Regions from separate parts of the Zea mays genome. Here region 1 is linked to region 2. Evidence: chromatin contacts called from public Hi-C data. All regions are on one chromosome and are shown on one strand. The core of a region is the stretch at or near the end of the contact, and the rest is flanking DNA. Distances in the headings are between cores, read along the strand shown. Region 1 holds the start of LOC103653736 (nicotinamidase 1). Region 2 holds the start of LOC100279585.

Region 1 (3,278 bases), core at 471-2,970, 700 kb after region 2:
CAATATTTCGAGCAGCCAGAGTTGAGCTTGCAAAATCCAAAACACAGATGTCCGTGCATATCCCGAGCACCAAGACCTGCATTGAGCCGATCCCCCCCAAGTCATACACAATAGGGTAAAGTCTATCTCTGAAATCTTCTGTATCAAGACAACTCACAGTTTTTATCTGATATTTTCCAATCCAATCAGCAAAAACACTAGACCCGTCCTTCTCTATGCAGCTGATATACCCATCAATACAACTTTTCCTCTTTATAGTCACATTTGGCTCCTTTTCCAACCACTCCAGATCTGCACATTGCAAAATGAAATTGGTCACACAGAAAATCAATCATATTCCATTGTTCTTCTCATGTACCGTCAGTAGTTAGGTTTAAGGAATGGAGTGCTCCATCATCTTGTCGCTCCTCACTTTTTTTTGGTTTTGTTGAAATAAAACGGATTGATTCTAGCTAATAATTAGTACAAGCACAAGGAATGAGGTGATTCCACCAAAATTCATCAGATGGGCTCGTGACACGCCACCTCATTTGGAATGTGTTTGGTTCCTAAAACCAAACACACTCCAACAGGAAATAAAGCTAAGCCCCAAGTTGAGCAAGCAAACACTTCTGAAATATAAAGGGTGGGTTTGGTTTAGCACCAACCTGGAACAAAGTCCTCCTCCCCAGTACCAATAATACAATGAGGGGGATATGGTGGTTCCGGCTTATCTGGATAATGGGTATCCAGGAATGCAAATATTGGTAGGTTTCTATCACAGAACAGCTTAGAGAGCCTCGCGGCCTCTTCCACCATCTTACTGATCTGCTTGTTTGGTGCAACAGGAGCCTGTGAATGAAAAGCATAAATGACTAAAATGCTCTGTATAAAACAATAATCAAACCTACTAATAGCACGGCGCATGAACTAGAAAAGGGAACAGGAACTTGCGTAATTGCAAGGACAATGCAAACGAAGAGAACATGCTAATGTAACGATGACAGCATGTGTTTTACTAGATAACAACAAAACGGTCTCACTCTCATAGGATCGGCAGAAATTTCAGGTCTGCTACTACTTGTACAGTTGTACTGTGCATACCCAAACACTGGTCGAGAGTTTTTTTATACTGACCAGGAAATAGATTAAAAAAATAGGTCGAGGGAAGAGAAAGGAAATATACAACGATACAACCGAGGAGGATATATCCAGTGAGCGATCACTTCTGTCCCTGTTACAGATTCCTACAAAATCGCTGCACTCCCTTCCTTCCCATGAAACCAAACGATTCTAGTGTTATGATGATCGAGCGAGGAACAGAACGGAATCACGATACGGGGGGAAAAGAAAGGGGCGAGAACCGAGAAGCGGTGGTGGGTAAAGAGGAGGCGGCGGCTCACGAGGTTCCCGGCGCCGACGGTGCAGAAGCCGTTGCAGAGGTCGACGAGGACGAGCCCGACGCCGCGCGGCGGGAGAACGAACTCCCCGTCGGTCTGGAACGGGATCTGCGACCGGAGTAGGTCCACGGCTGCGGCGTCGGCCTCCGTCCCCATTCTCCTCTTGTCGTGCATCGACCGGAGCAAAGATGCAGCCGAGTAGAAGTCTATATAATTTTCGCGGTCAAGCGTCCACACTGACCTCTTTTTGTGGAGCGTGTTTGGTTTGGTTCGTGGAACGAACGGGGATGGAACAGAGGACAACGTGGGAACGGCGTCGACGTTCATCAGCACTCTAGCCAAAGTTTATCCAAAAATAATATTTTACACATCCAAAAATAATATTTTACACTATAGACTACGACTACACTGTTTACAGATTAGAGTTTAAATAAAGTTATGAATAATGAATAAAGGTGCTGGAGATAGCCTCACGTTGATTTTTAACAGAGCAAAGCGATTTTTTTTATAGTACGCAAAACCTTTTAGCGACCAGTCTGAAAAAAAAAACTGAAACCAACCGGACCGTAGTCTCCTGATGTGACCTCTGGACAATCAACCTGACCCCTCCTTTGTCTCTTGCTAGCACGTGGCAAGAATCTCGCTATATTTAGGACCATTGTCGCTATCTAAAGCACTGCCAAGTCATATGACTCAGGAGAATAAATATAGAGACCATATAGGTTTGTTTTGCTGAAAACATTAGAATTATACCATCAGCAGTTCCACAACCATCGCCCATCAGCAAGCATAACAAACAGGAAGCGCTGTCGCTTCCGCTGGATCAGGTACTAGTGATCAAACTGTGAAATCCTATACCACCCACATCCACCAGAACATAGCTGGAGAAAAACATCAGGGGTTCAAGACCTAGCATTCTAGAGCAAAGCAGCAAGCAGAGCTGCGGGATTCTTCAATGCACTCCCAGCTGCGGGATCGCTGGCTCGTCTCTCAGCTCAAATGTAACTGGATTGTTCTCCAAAGATGGGTACTGGTCAAGCTGATCATAGGCAAGACAGTCTTCATCCAGCTTTGCTTTACCATCTGCATGGTGCAATCAGAAATGAAATATCCGAACTGAAATATTTCGAAAAGAAGAGAAAACACAAAAGAGACAAGAATAACAGCTTGGACGATAGTCGTGATAGCAACACTTAGCAAGTACAGCAGGTAAAACACGATTGACAAAACACACAAGGGAAAAACTCACCTACTGAACTAGGGAGATCCCAACTGATGTCCCGGAGAATCTCAGGTTCCAGCTCCAGCACTTTTGGTTCATATAAAACCTCCTGAAATCATAAAAGAGGCATGAATGATGTTTCTCATATGACAGTCCGGCAGTGCATGGGAGAATAGAGAGGAAAAGGTAAAAAATGATGTGGTCTAGAACATCATCTTTCTAGTAATATGCTGCTATTTGCTTCGATGTATAACAAGAGCATAGCTATATGTATAACAAGAGCAAATCAAATGACTGGATGCCAATTCATTTTGTTCGTGTAAATGATGAATCAAGAGCATGGCATAATTCAAATGCATAGGCACAGACAGATGAGAAGATGGCTAAGAAAATAACATGAGCCAACTGTTTTTGAACTTCTACTCATGCTTTCATGATTTTTATTGACCATAAATAAGCTACATGGGAGACCTGTTTTTCTTCCTAAAACAAACCAACAATTGGACAATACATATTCATACATAGCCAGCTTCCTTCAGTACTTTGGGCATAGAGAAATTTCCAATATCCAGAAATGGCCTGATTATTTAGAAGTACTGTCAATTTCAGAATATACTTATTATAATAAGCAAATGTTGCAAGTAGAGAGCCAGATTCATAATTCCCAGAATGCTACC
Region 2 (3,282 bases), core at 487-2,986:
TCCACATGGATTGAGAGCTAACCGAACAAGCCCTTATATGTTTTTGATTAGATCTGAATTCAACCTAGAGTGAGACGAGCACATATTAGGATATTATTTTTCACCCACAGTTTATCTGTTAGATATATGAAATCGACCTGTATCATATTTTTTTGGCCTAGTCCATACTACATAGCAAATAACAAACCCTAACACCATAAACCTACACGTCTAACGCTCCCAATTCACCACTTAGGCTCCCTTCTAGCATTATTGGCTTTCTGCGTTGTGCCTTGTGGCCCCTTCAAAATACCATAGCGGCTGACTCTTCCAAGCTCTAATGCCTCTAATCGTGGCCCACATACCATAATAATTCTTTTATTAAGTTCCAATTGTGTATGATGGTAAATTAGAAAGAAATTTGACTAATTATACTATTGAATTGTTGAAAATGATTGTGGCTGTCATATCCGACGAATATCCGAAACCCATCTAAATCCTGATGGGCATAGACATGAATATAAATTTCTACCCACAGATATGATCATAGACAGATAATGGTTGCAACCACAGATATAGTTGCAGGCAGATATTTGCAATATCCGATTCGAATCTGATCTGTTGCCATCACTATCTCTACGAGTGCTCCTCGTCCCCCGTCGCGCAGTGACGTTCTCCAGTCCTGGTCTTGCTAGTCGAGCTATCGGCCTGGCCATCAATAGAAACATCGCAAGCGCTGCCCGAATCTCAAACGCTTGTCCGCCAGCATGCAATGCGCAGCGAAACATGGATCCCATGTCTAGAGAACAGCGGTGACATGTTTTCTTGACACCGTTTTTTTTAGAAAATCCATTCAATACCATCTAAAGCTATAGCAATCCCTTCAATACCATCCAAAGCTAAAGCTATGAGTTCCCTACAATGCCATCAGTTTAAATGTATAGTCCCTTGATGTCATTGTTGTCCAAAAAACAGTTAGAGAGTTGCTAGTTGGTGTTGAAAAAGACTAATATACCCCTGTGTCATGTACATGAACCACTCTCGTGCCCTTTTAACAACTTAGCTTTGAGAACTCCATAGCATCACTACAACTATGTAACATTAATATGAGAACAACATTTTATAATAAAATATATAAAATTTTGTCGTCGTATTACTGTTATATACTTATATTAATATATTAGTACTTATATTAATGTTATGTAGTTCTCAAAGCTACGTTGTAGAAATGGTATGGAAGAGGTTTATTAAGGGCACAGAGATATATTAGTCTTTTCCAACACCAACTAATAGCTCTCTAGCTGGTTTTTGGATGGCAATGATATCCAAGTGACTAAAAACTAAAACTAATGAGATTAGAGGGAACACGCATTTTTCAATGGTATCTCAGGGATTGTTATAGTTTTGGACGGCAACGAAGGGATTTTTTTTCTGTGCCACTGCTCGATGACAGTGCCGTGCTTTGACTGCTTGGTCGTCCACGCCCGGATTTAGGGCGGGGCAGCTTTGACCCTTGAGACGCGGTCATATGGTGGAGCCCGCCGTTCTTGCTCCGCCCAGTCGCCGTGCGCGCGAGGCGGGGACGAGCACGGTGTGCCGTTGTGCGCCGTGCGTTGCACAGTGTCGGCCAATCATGAGCCCCGCCTCCGAGGCTTTTCTGGCTGCTGGCTTCCCTTTCCGTCGCAGAGCAGACGTGTGCAGTCACTGCGCGCCATCGCCATCACTTCATTCAGTGCCCTCTGTGGCTCTGTGTCTCTATCAATCTCTCTGTGTGCTTTCCAGCTTTCTGGTGTCGTACGGCTTCTCGACCTCTTCTTTTATTTCGGGCCTCCAGCCCTCCAGGTACAAGCTTGACTCAGCTTCCCTGCTCCGTTCTTCTTGCCTTGCCCGTTCTCGCGCCTGTGCTGTTCCTGTGCGCATCATACAGAATGAGGAGATCGTCGCAGGGGATGATGGGCCTAAGCTACGACGCGGACAGCGGGAGACGCCTGCTGGCTCGCTACGCCAAGGCGAAGCCGAGGCCGTCCAAGTGGGACGACGCGCAGCGGTGGCTCTCCTCCTCCCGTGCGCACGACGACGACGACCGGCGCCGGAGCTCCTGCGCGGACGACCGCCTCCTGCTGCCGTCGGCATCGCAGAAGGCGCGACACTCGTGGAGCGCCGCGGACGGCGGCGCCGCCCTGCCCGCGGCGCTGGGGCTCGGCGCGCGGGACGACGCGGGTGCGGAGGCGGAGACCAAGAGGGTGGACTCCGTTCTGGCGTACGGGCAGCCGCCCCGGTGCCCCTCGCTGCGGGACGTCGGCACGGAGATGACGCCGGCCGGGAGCAAAGAGCCATCCAGGGCCAACACCCCACGCGCAACCCTACCGGCCACGCCGCCGTCCACGGCGGGGCGCGCGATCCACGCACCGCTGCGCCCACCGGATTTGTCTACGGTCGACGGTGGATCGCCACCAGGCCTAGCGGCAGCGGACCGCGACGAGACGGCGCCCGGTGCGCCGACGACGACGGCCGTGTCGCCCGCGGCGACGTGGGACGCCGCCGAGCGCGCCAAGCACATGGCCAGGTGACCGCCATCACTCGCTAGCTGCCGGCTACCGAATACCAACGCGCGCTTTCTCCTCCGCACGTTGCTGAACCATGTGGAGGGGCAAAACGGCGGCAACAAACGGTCAAACGCCACTGCCACGGTAGCAGACTAGCAGTGCCGGTGCATGCACCGGAGTGGTGTGTTGCCTTTGCTTTGCCTGTTGCCTCACTCACAGACTCACTGATGAGCAGCTCGTACTGTACTGTACATGCTCTGCGTGCTGACGAGGTCGCTGGCGCTCTCTTCTCGCAGGTATCGGCGCGAGGAGATGAAAATACAGGCCTGGGAAAACCGGCGACGGCAAAAGGCGGAGCTGCAAATGAAGGTGGCCGAGGTACGAGTAGTCATGGCCATATGTTTCATCAGCCTAGAAAAAAAGTTTGGACCTGTGGAAGTCAACCACGCACCAGATACGGACCTTTCGATCCGAACAATGGAAGGAAATTGAAATGCTCATCGCTGGGGCAGGCCAAGGCGGAGAGGATGAAGCTACGGGCGCAGGAGAAGACGGCGAGCAAGCTGGCCTCGGCGCAGGCGGCTGCGAGGGAGAAGCGCGCGCAGGCGGAGGCCAAGCTGAACCGGCGCGCCGCGCGGGTCGACAGGGCGGACGCGCTCAGGCGGACCGGCCACCTGCCGTCCTCCTCCTCCGTGTTCTCGCTCAAGCTGCCGCTGATGTGCAGATGAGAGCCGACCGAGGGGGGTGTGGCACAGCA

Evidence for each region. A called contact is a pair of places that touch in the nucleus more often than the background predicts.
Region 1: a contact with region 2 is called in a Hi-C map of tassel, with 5 times the contacts expected there. The contact joins the promoter of LOC103653736 here to the promoter of LOC100279585 in region 2. A contact is called at or near these places in 3 of 25 Hi-C or Micro-C datasets (bundle sheath, ear and tassel).

The regions. Positions count from the first base shown.
Region 1 is chr4:138,956,819-138,960,096 of Zm-B73-REFERENCE-NAM-5.0, forward strand. It overlaps LOC103653736 (nicotinamidase 1), which reads right to left and starts at 1,721. Exons shown (of 5, transcript XM_008680552.2): 1 at 1,383-1,721; 2 at 648-831; 3 at 158-291; 4 at 1-76. The coding sequence starts at 1,706. LOC100193981 reads right to left here. Exons shown (of 6, transcript NM_001139048.1): 5 at 2,629-2,710; 6 at 2,070-2,462. The coding sequence ends at 2,332.
Region 2 is chr4:138,257,430-138,260,711 of Zm-B73-REFERENCE-NAM-5.0, forward strand. LOC100279585 reads left to right here and starts at 1,737. Exons shown (of 3, transcript NM_001354591.1): 1 at 1,737-2,545; 2 at 2,822-2,903; 3 at 3,038-3,282. The coding sequence starts at 1,908. The coding sequence ends at 3,253.